2 separate regions of the Cyprinus carpio genome follow, and region 2 is linked to region 1. Evidence: chromatin contacts called from public Hi-C data. All regions are on one chromosome and are shown on one strand. Each heading gives the region's core, a stretch centred on a gene start, on an enhancer-like site or on the middle of the called end of the contact. The rest is flanking DNA. Distances are from core to core; before and after follow the strand shown. Region 1 holds the start of spg7 (paraplegin). Region 2 overlaps ankrd11 (ankyrin repeat domain-containing protein 11).

Region 1 (2,950 bases), core at 185-2,684:
ACGTACAGAGGTTTCCCGACACGAAATGGCTTTCAAAAGAGTAAAGGGACGTTTCAAATTGCTTACCTTCTTCAAAACGTGAGCTACATCTACAAAATTATACTTGGTATTCCCTCCCGATGCTTGTTTTTCCCATTTGAGGCCTTCTGCTTCAGCGAGCTCCGATGCGGGAACATCCGAGGCGCGCGACGCTCATCGCAGTCCGCGCTCGCGCCAGCGTGCTAAGCTAATCACTGATAACCTCCTCCAAAAATGCGATGATTAAAATCTCTCAGGGCTCCGATAAACTGGTAAGAGAAGGGATTATAAACTCTCCATCCGCCCCTTTAAAAGTCCACGGGTCTCAGTGACGTTAAGTTTGCTGATTTGGCTTGATTTCAGGTGTAAAATAAAATTCCGCTTTAAGTTAATCCTCTCCGTCCGACTCCTTCCGAACAGTCTCGATCGGCCTTTGACTCGCGCTGACGAAGAGCGGACGCGAGGCGTTGATACGCGGACTGTGATAGGCTGACGCGTATGGGCGGTCACTGTTTGTTCCCCGTTGCAACGGCGAAACTGGCGCCATTGTGGTTCTTGCCAGGGACGCTTCCGGTTTTCTTTGGCGACCTCGAGCCGTAATGGCGGAGACAGTGGCATGTTTTTGCGAGCTCCATTTGAGTGAGAGGAAAATGGAGAGCCTGCTTGGGTATAACTTGTGTAGTAAAGTTGTTTGCTTTTTTTTAAGTAACGAGTGAACAGTTCTACCGGAATTGTTTTTCCTTATCCCGTTTTAATTGAGACTGATCTGAAACACCAGTTTATTTCTATCTACAGCATACTTTATAAATAGTATAAACTGTTTGTCGGTGACGGATTGCGATATCATCAGCCACAGCACGATTTGCTTTCTTTGACTGTTGTCTGGTAAATGTATAGTAGATGGGTTTGTTTTTGTTTTAATTTCGATTTGACGTCACAAGCCTCAGGACTGACACCGATTTCTTGCGATCAGAATTTGACGTCACAAGCCTCAGGACTGACACCGATTTCTTGCGATCAGAATAACGCAATGGCTCCCTCTATTGAAAATATCTTAAACTAGCTGTCTGAGATATATCCTCTATTCTCGACCATCTTATTACACTCAGGTGTTCTGCCCTCACTTCGTATCCTAACATAAAAAAAAAGCTGACTAGTGCGACATGACTATCAACATGACTATATATATATCTTAATAATGACTAATGATTTATCTTGCCTATGAGACCGTAACTATATATATATCTAAATAATAACTAATTTTAAAACATACAAATCCTAAAAAACAATAAACATGACTATATATATATATTATTCCAATAAAACTAAATACTAATGATTTATCTTGCCTATATTTCTGCGCTATAACTATATTATATTTATTTTTCCACTATAACTAAATTTTAAATATCAGATTACAGTCGCTGTCTTTGCGCATGCGCAACTAGAACTGTTTGTAGTTTTTTGGTTTCGTAAACATGCAAGGAGAACTACATTTCCCGTCAGCCGGTGCTCGAGCTGTTTCCGTTTTGATTGGCTGATTCCGAAGGTGAAAGTTGAACAGACATGTTTTTCAAGCCCGCACGGTAAACGTCATTAAAGTTCACGGCTTTAGTAGTCAGTACAGCTTTGTAATTGTATAATTGAAGACCGTTTTGTATTAAAGCATTGTATTTGTTCTGTATATGTGTGATATATTCGAACAGGAGACGCGCTCAGCAGCTATATTTGGCTGTGTTGGATAAGACCTGCAGGATCACAATGACAGATGCATGATAGCACCTCTTAGGGAGGTCACATTAAAGACTGCCATTTGTTTTGGTTTAGTATGTTTATGATCCAAGCGACGCGATAAACCAGCATTAAGCATGGCAGCGCTACTTTTGCAGCGTGGAAGCAAATGTTGCGACAAACGGGTTTGGTCGCTATATTCTCGTTTCAGCTGTTTTCAAACCTACAAAAAACTCCTGGAGAGCAGTGTGACTTCATACTTGCCTTTAGTGACTCCTAACAAACGAGGTCTAAAATCAGGACATGTTCAGGTGGGTTATTCAAACGTCGACCAAGCATTATGTAAACTATGTATGCTACGAATTTATGCTATCCTATGAACAGTAATGTTAAGTATATGTGGGGCAGCTTGCACATAATGTGCAATAAATTAGTCCATTATCTTTGATATATTTATTTAGTCTTTTGGTATATTTTTTGGTATAATTTGTTATTTTTTTTCTTGAGAAAACAGAGCAGATGAATCATCATAATAGCTAAAATCTCTATGATTATGCATGAGCATGACTGTGATTGACCAGGTTGCCATTGTTTCACAGAACATTTTGACAAGGCCTTTAATCCCGAGGCTTATTGGACTTGAGTTCCACTGTCGCCACAAATTGGTCACAAATCCTGTGAAACTTTGGAAACTATTAGGTAAGTTTGAAATTTAGTAAGTAATTAAGTTTTTTGTTTTGGCTGGACAGAGTTGTGATGCAGAACTTTTGATTTTTGAATCTTAATGCTTTTTCTGAATTATGTTGCATGGCATAATGCAAATATGTTTCCACATCTGTCAGGCACTACTCACTATTTCAGCACATCCAACCGAAGACATGAAAAGAAAGAAGGTGAAAAAGGGAAGACCCCAGAGGAGGATGAAGGTATTTTCTGAATGTTTGAAACCATAGTTTACAAACTGCTTTCTAAATGCATCTTATTGTGAATGGTTTGTCTGTATATTTTTAATTTAGAAAATCATATGCAGGACTTCTCCGATCATTTAGCCTGCTTAAACCCACTCTGACAAGCTTGTTTCCATCTGCGTCTGTAAATCTCTAAATCCAATCAACAACTGATAGGTAGAACCAAGTTGTAAAGACGTTTTTTTTCTTTTTCAATAATTTGTTACACTGGAATGTGCCTCACAATACGGCGC
Region 2 (2,950 bases), core at 136-2,635, 120 kb before region 1:
ATTATGCTTTTTGCAAGTAAAAATATTTCTAAAAATCTTTATCCAGTAATCAAGAAAAACTAAAAAAACAAGTCAACTTGTTGAAAAAGGGTATTGTTCCAAAAAAAAAAAAACACCCAGTTCTTGAGTTCCTAGCTTTGTAATCATCGACTGAAATATAAGAGGAAACATTAACCTACACAGAGTAGGGGCTTCAAACACTGTCTTCAACACAAGAGGGTCTTGGAGTCAAAAAAGTTAAGTTCCACTGATTTGAGCAACTGACTGGCTTTTGTTTGCTCTGACCTCAAGGTGGCAGTCTTGTACAACAAACATGCCAAATGACACCTCCTGCCTGCGTTACACCTTTTGACTAAAGTATGCAATTTCAACAGAATTTCACATCTCAGATTTGGATGATATTGTCAATAACAAAATTAAAGCACACTGAGGAACTATTCAGTTTGTAAACAAGGTAATTTATTAATGACCCCAGGGAAGACAGAGCTACTACATATAGCTACACTAAGTTTCTATTTTCAGACACTTACATTCAGAACAACATAAAGAGTATGCACAACAATAGCTGGCATGCAAAAGTGCTCTGCAGGGGTGGGGTTAGGGGTATTTCCTGTAGGCTTTTGTTTTGGAAAAATAAATCTGGTGAACTATTTGAAGAGGAAGAGCTAAAGTTTTGTAATCTAATAGACATGCATACTTAAACTTTATGGAATACCATTAGTCTATCTTAGAAAACAAACTGACAACAGACGTTTGAAATAAATGCAACGCAATCAATCCAGGGTTTTATTTTTCTCAAGCTCCAACATTAGAATGCATAACCACCCTAGCCAATTCAATCAAATCTGAACAATTCATATCGAGACAGTACAACCAAGTCCCTTGTTGCTCTATCAACAGTCCTGGAGGGCTGATGAACAACAGTGGATTAAGATTGCAGAGGTTCATTCCACTGAAGTAATGGAAATTGATGAGGGTTATCTTGTTTAATTGAATTCTAATTAAGTGCTGTGGTGTGTGTTTAAATGAAGAATAGCGTGAAAGTGCAGCAGGGACAGTGGAAGCTACTGAAGCCATTGGGCCCGCTCACAGCCCCCGAGACGTGGCGCCCATGACAAACACGCACCTGGACTGTTTACGGACTCCTCCGCCGTCATCTGCATGAGAAGAGCCACCTGCTGCCGCTCTGAGAGGGGGTACCCAGCCCGGATCCCTGGCATGCCCATCCCAAATGGCAGGCCTGACTTCCTGGTGTTAGTGGGCTCTTTTTTAATTCGCTTCCGCTCTGGACCTTGTTTTTCTGTTGAGGAGAAAAAGGGGCATATTAACCCACAAACCAGCGTTATACACACTTGTGAAAAGACACAATATCCTCGAACATGCCATCCTTAGAAGCCCAAAGGTCAAGTGAAGCCTTGGGTAAATTCCCAGCCGCTTGGCCCATGTGAAAGTCTGCTGGTGGCAGCAGCCATGGTGTGAGATTACCCAAAAGCCTCATGGGGAGGGAGGGGTCCTCCGATGCCATTCTAGCATGTGTGTGTGTGTGTGTGTGTGTGTGTGTTTCTTTAAGGCTATGACTTGGCAGCCTGTCACCGATTACAAAATGGCCGGTGTTCACATTTCAATGTGGCTGAGGCAAGGTCAACGCTGCGTTTGAACAAAAGCAGCTGTTCTTCACAGAAACACCCATCAATTATTCTCAGTATGTCAGTGTCAACATATCTGCCTTACAATGCGGCCGTCCGGTTCTTTACAGCCGTCTCACCCGAACTATCGACTTACAGCGGGAGAGCCATCTTTGTGTTTGCCAGTTTCCACTGCGACATCCCCAAGCCTCAAACTGCACAAACATACCCAAATGTCACACAGGCATTCCTGTGCCATTAACACCAATAAAAATCCAACGAGGTACAACAATCCTGTCATCTAGATTTCTGCTCTTGTCTAATCTATGGAAGATCTACAAGCCAGCTTGTTGTTCCCAACATAGTGATTTGCTTAAGGCCACAAGCATAATTTATAGGGAGAGGACGCCAGACACAAATGCTTCCAGCAACAAAGATCTTTCCAGGAATTATTCTTTACGGTTTTGGGCTGATGAATTTTTGCTAACACCTGTAAACACTTACGTTTAATGTACCCAACCACTCAACAATCAAAAACACAAACGGACTACACATGATTAAAAAATACAAACAAACCAAAAAAACAAATAACTGCACTAATAGAACTGCTCTGAAAGTCACTTCCTGAGCATTTTACCATTTCATTTGAGTAAAAACTAGCATCATATCATATACACACAGAACTGTAGGAAGGTGTTCACGGCAACCTTGCACAACCAAAAACATTATTTTTTTGTAAAATACTGATTGAGAAAAAAAAAAAAAAAAATGGATTGTGAAATTGTTTAAGTTTCATGATTTTAATTAATGAGAAATTATTTTTGATTAATAAAATAAAATTGAACCATTTAAAAGGAGTCAGAAAATGTTAAATGGACAAAAAATAGAATCCAGGAAAAAAAAAAAAACGGAATTTGGGACACTCCAAACCATTAGTATTTAAAAAAGCAGATATACTAGGAATTTGGGACAAAATTAAACTGATTTCATAGGGCCCTAAACAGACCATGTGCACAAAAGCAGATATACTAGGAGCACAAATCACCAACATAAAACACTTAAATTGAATGTTTCTTACAGGTTTAACTGACTTGTATCATTGCCGAAAACCACCTCATGTAATAGAAGTTGCATAACTAGTTTTTTTTTATAAACAACCCAAACAAGAACAGCTGGTTAGATGTGAGATTTGTAATGTCTTTAATCAGCTAAGAGAACAAAAAAAAAACTGTTCAAAATTAAAACTGAATAGGCCCTAAAAAAAAAACAAGAGTCTTCAGTAATGAGGGTTACAGGGACATCACAAGAGTCTTCAGTAATGAGGG

Evidence for each region. A called contact is a pair of places that touch in the nucleus more often than the background predicts.
Region 2: a contact with region 1 is called in a Hi-C map of skeletal muscle, with 4 times the contacts expected there. The contact joins the enhancer-like site here to the promoter of spg7 in region 1. A contact is called at or near these places in 8 of 8 Hi-C or Micro-C datasets (liver, red blood cells and skeletal muscle).

The regions. Positions count from the first base shown.
Region 1 is chrB7:36,727,935-36,730,884 of ASM1834038v1, reverse strand. spg7 (paraplegin) reads left to right here and starts at 1,434. Exons shown (of 18, transcript XM_042728494.1): 1 at 1,434-1,604; 2 at 1,725-2,060; 3 at 2,349-2,448; 4 at 2,592-2,675. The coding sequence starts at 1,887. ankrd11 (ankyrin repeat domain-containing protein 11) reads right to left here and starts at 786. Exons shown (of 13, transcript XM_042728495.1): 1 at 67-786.
Region 2 is chrB7:36,847,961-36,850,910 of ASM1834038v1, reverse strand. It overlaps ankrd11 (ankyrin repeat domain-containing protein 11), which reads right to left. Exons shown (of 13, transcript XM_042728495.1): 5 at 1,127-1,300. Among protein-coding and RNA genes, the nearest start is that of slc22a31, 19 kb to the left of the region's middle. Within about 2 kb of position 1,385, at least 1 of the 8 cell types and tissues checked has an H3K27ac peak or open chromatin away from gene starts, as enhancers often do. A contact at or near this core is called in skeletal muscle, where this site is marked.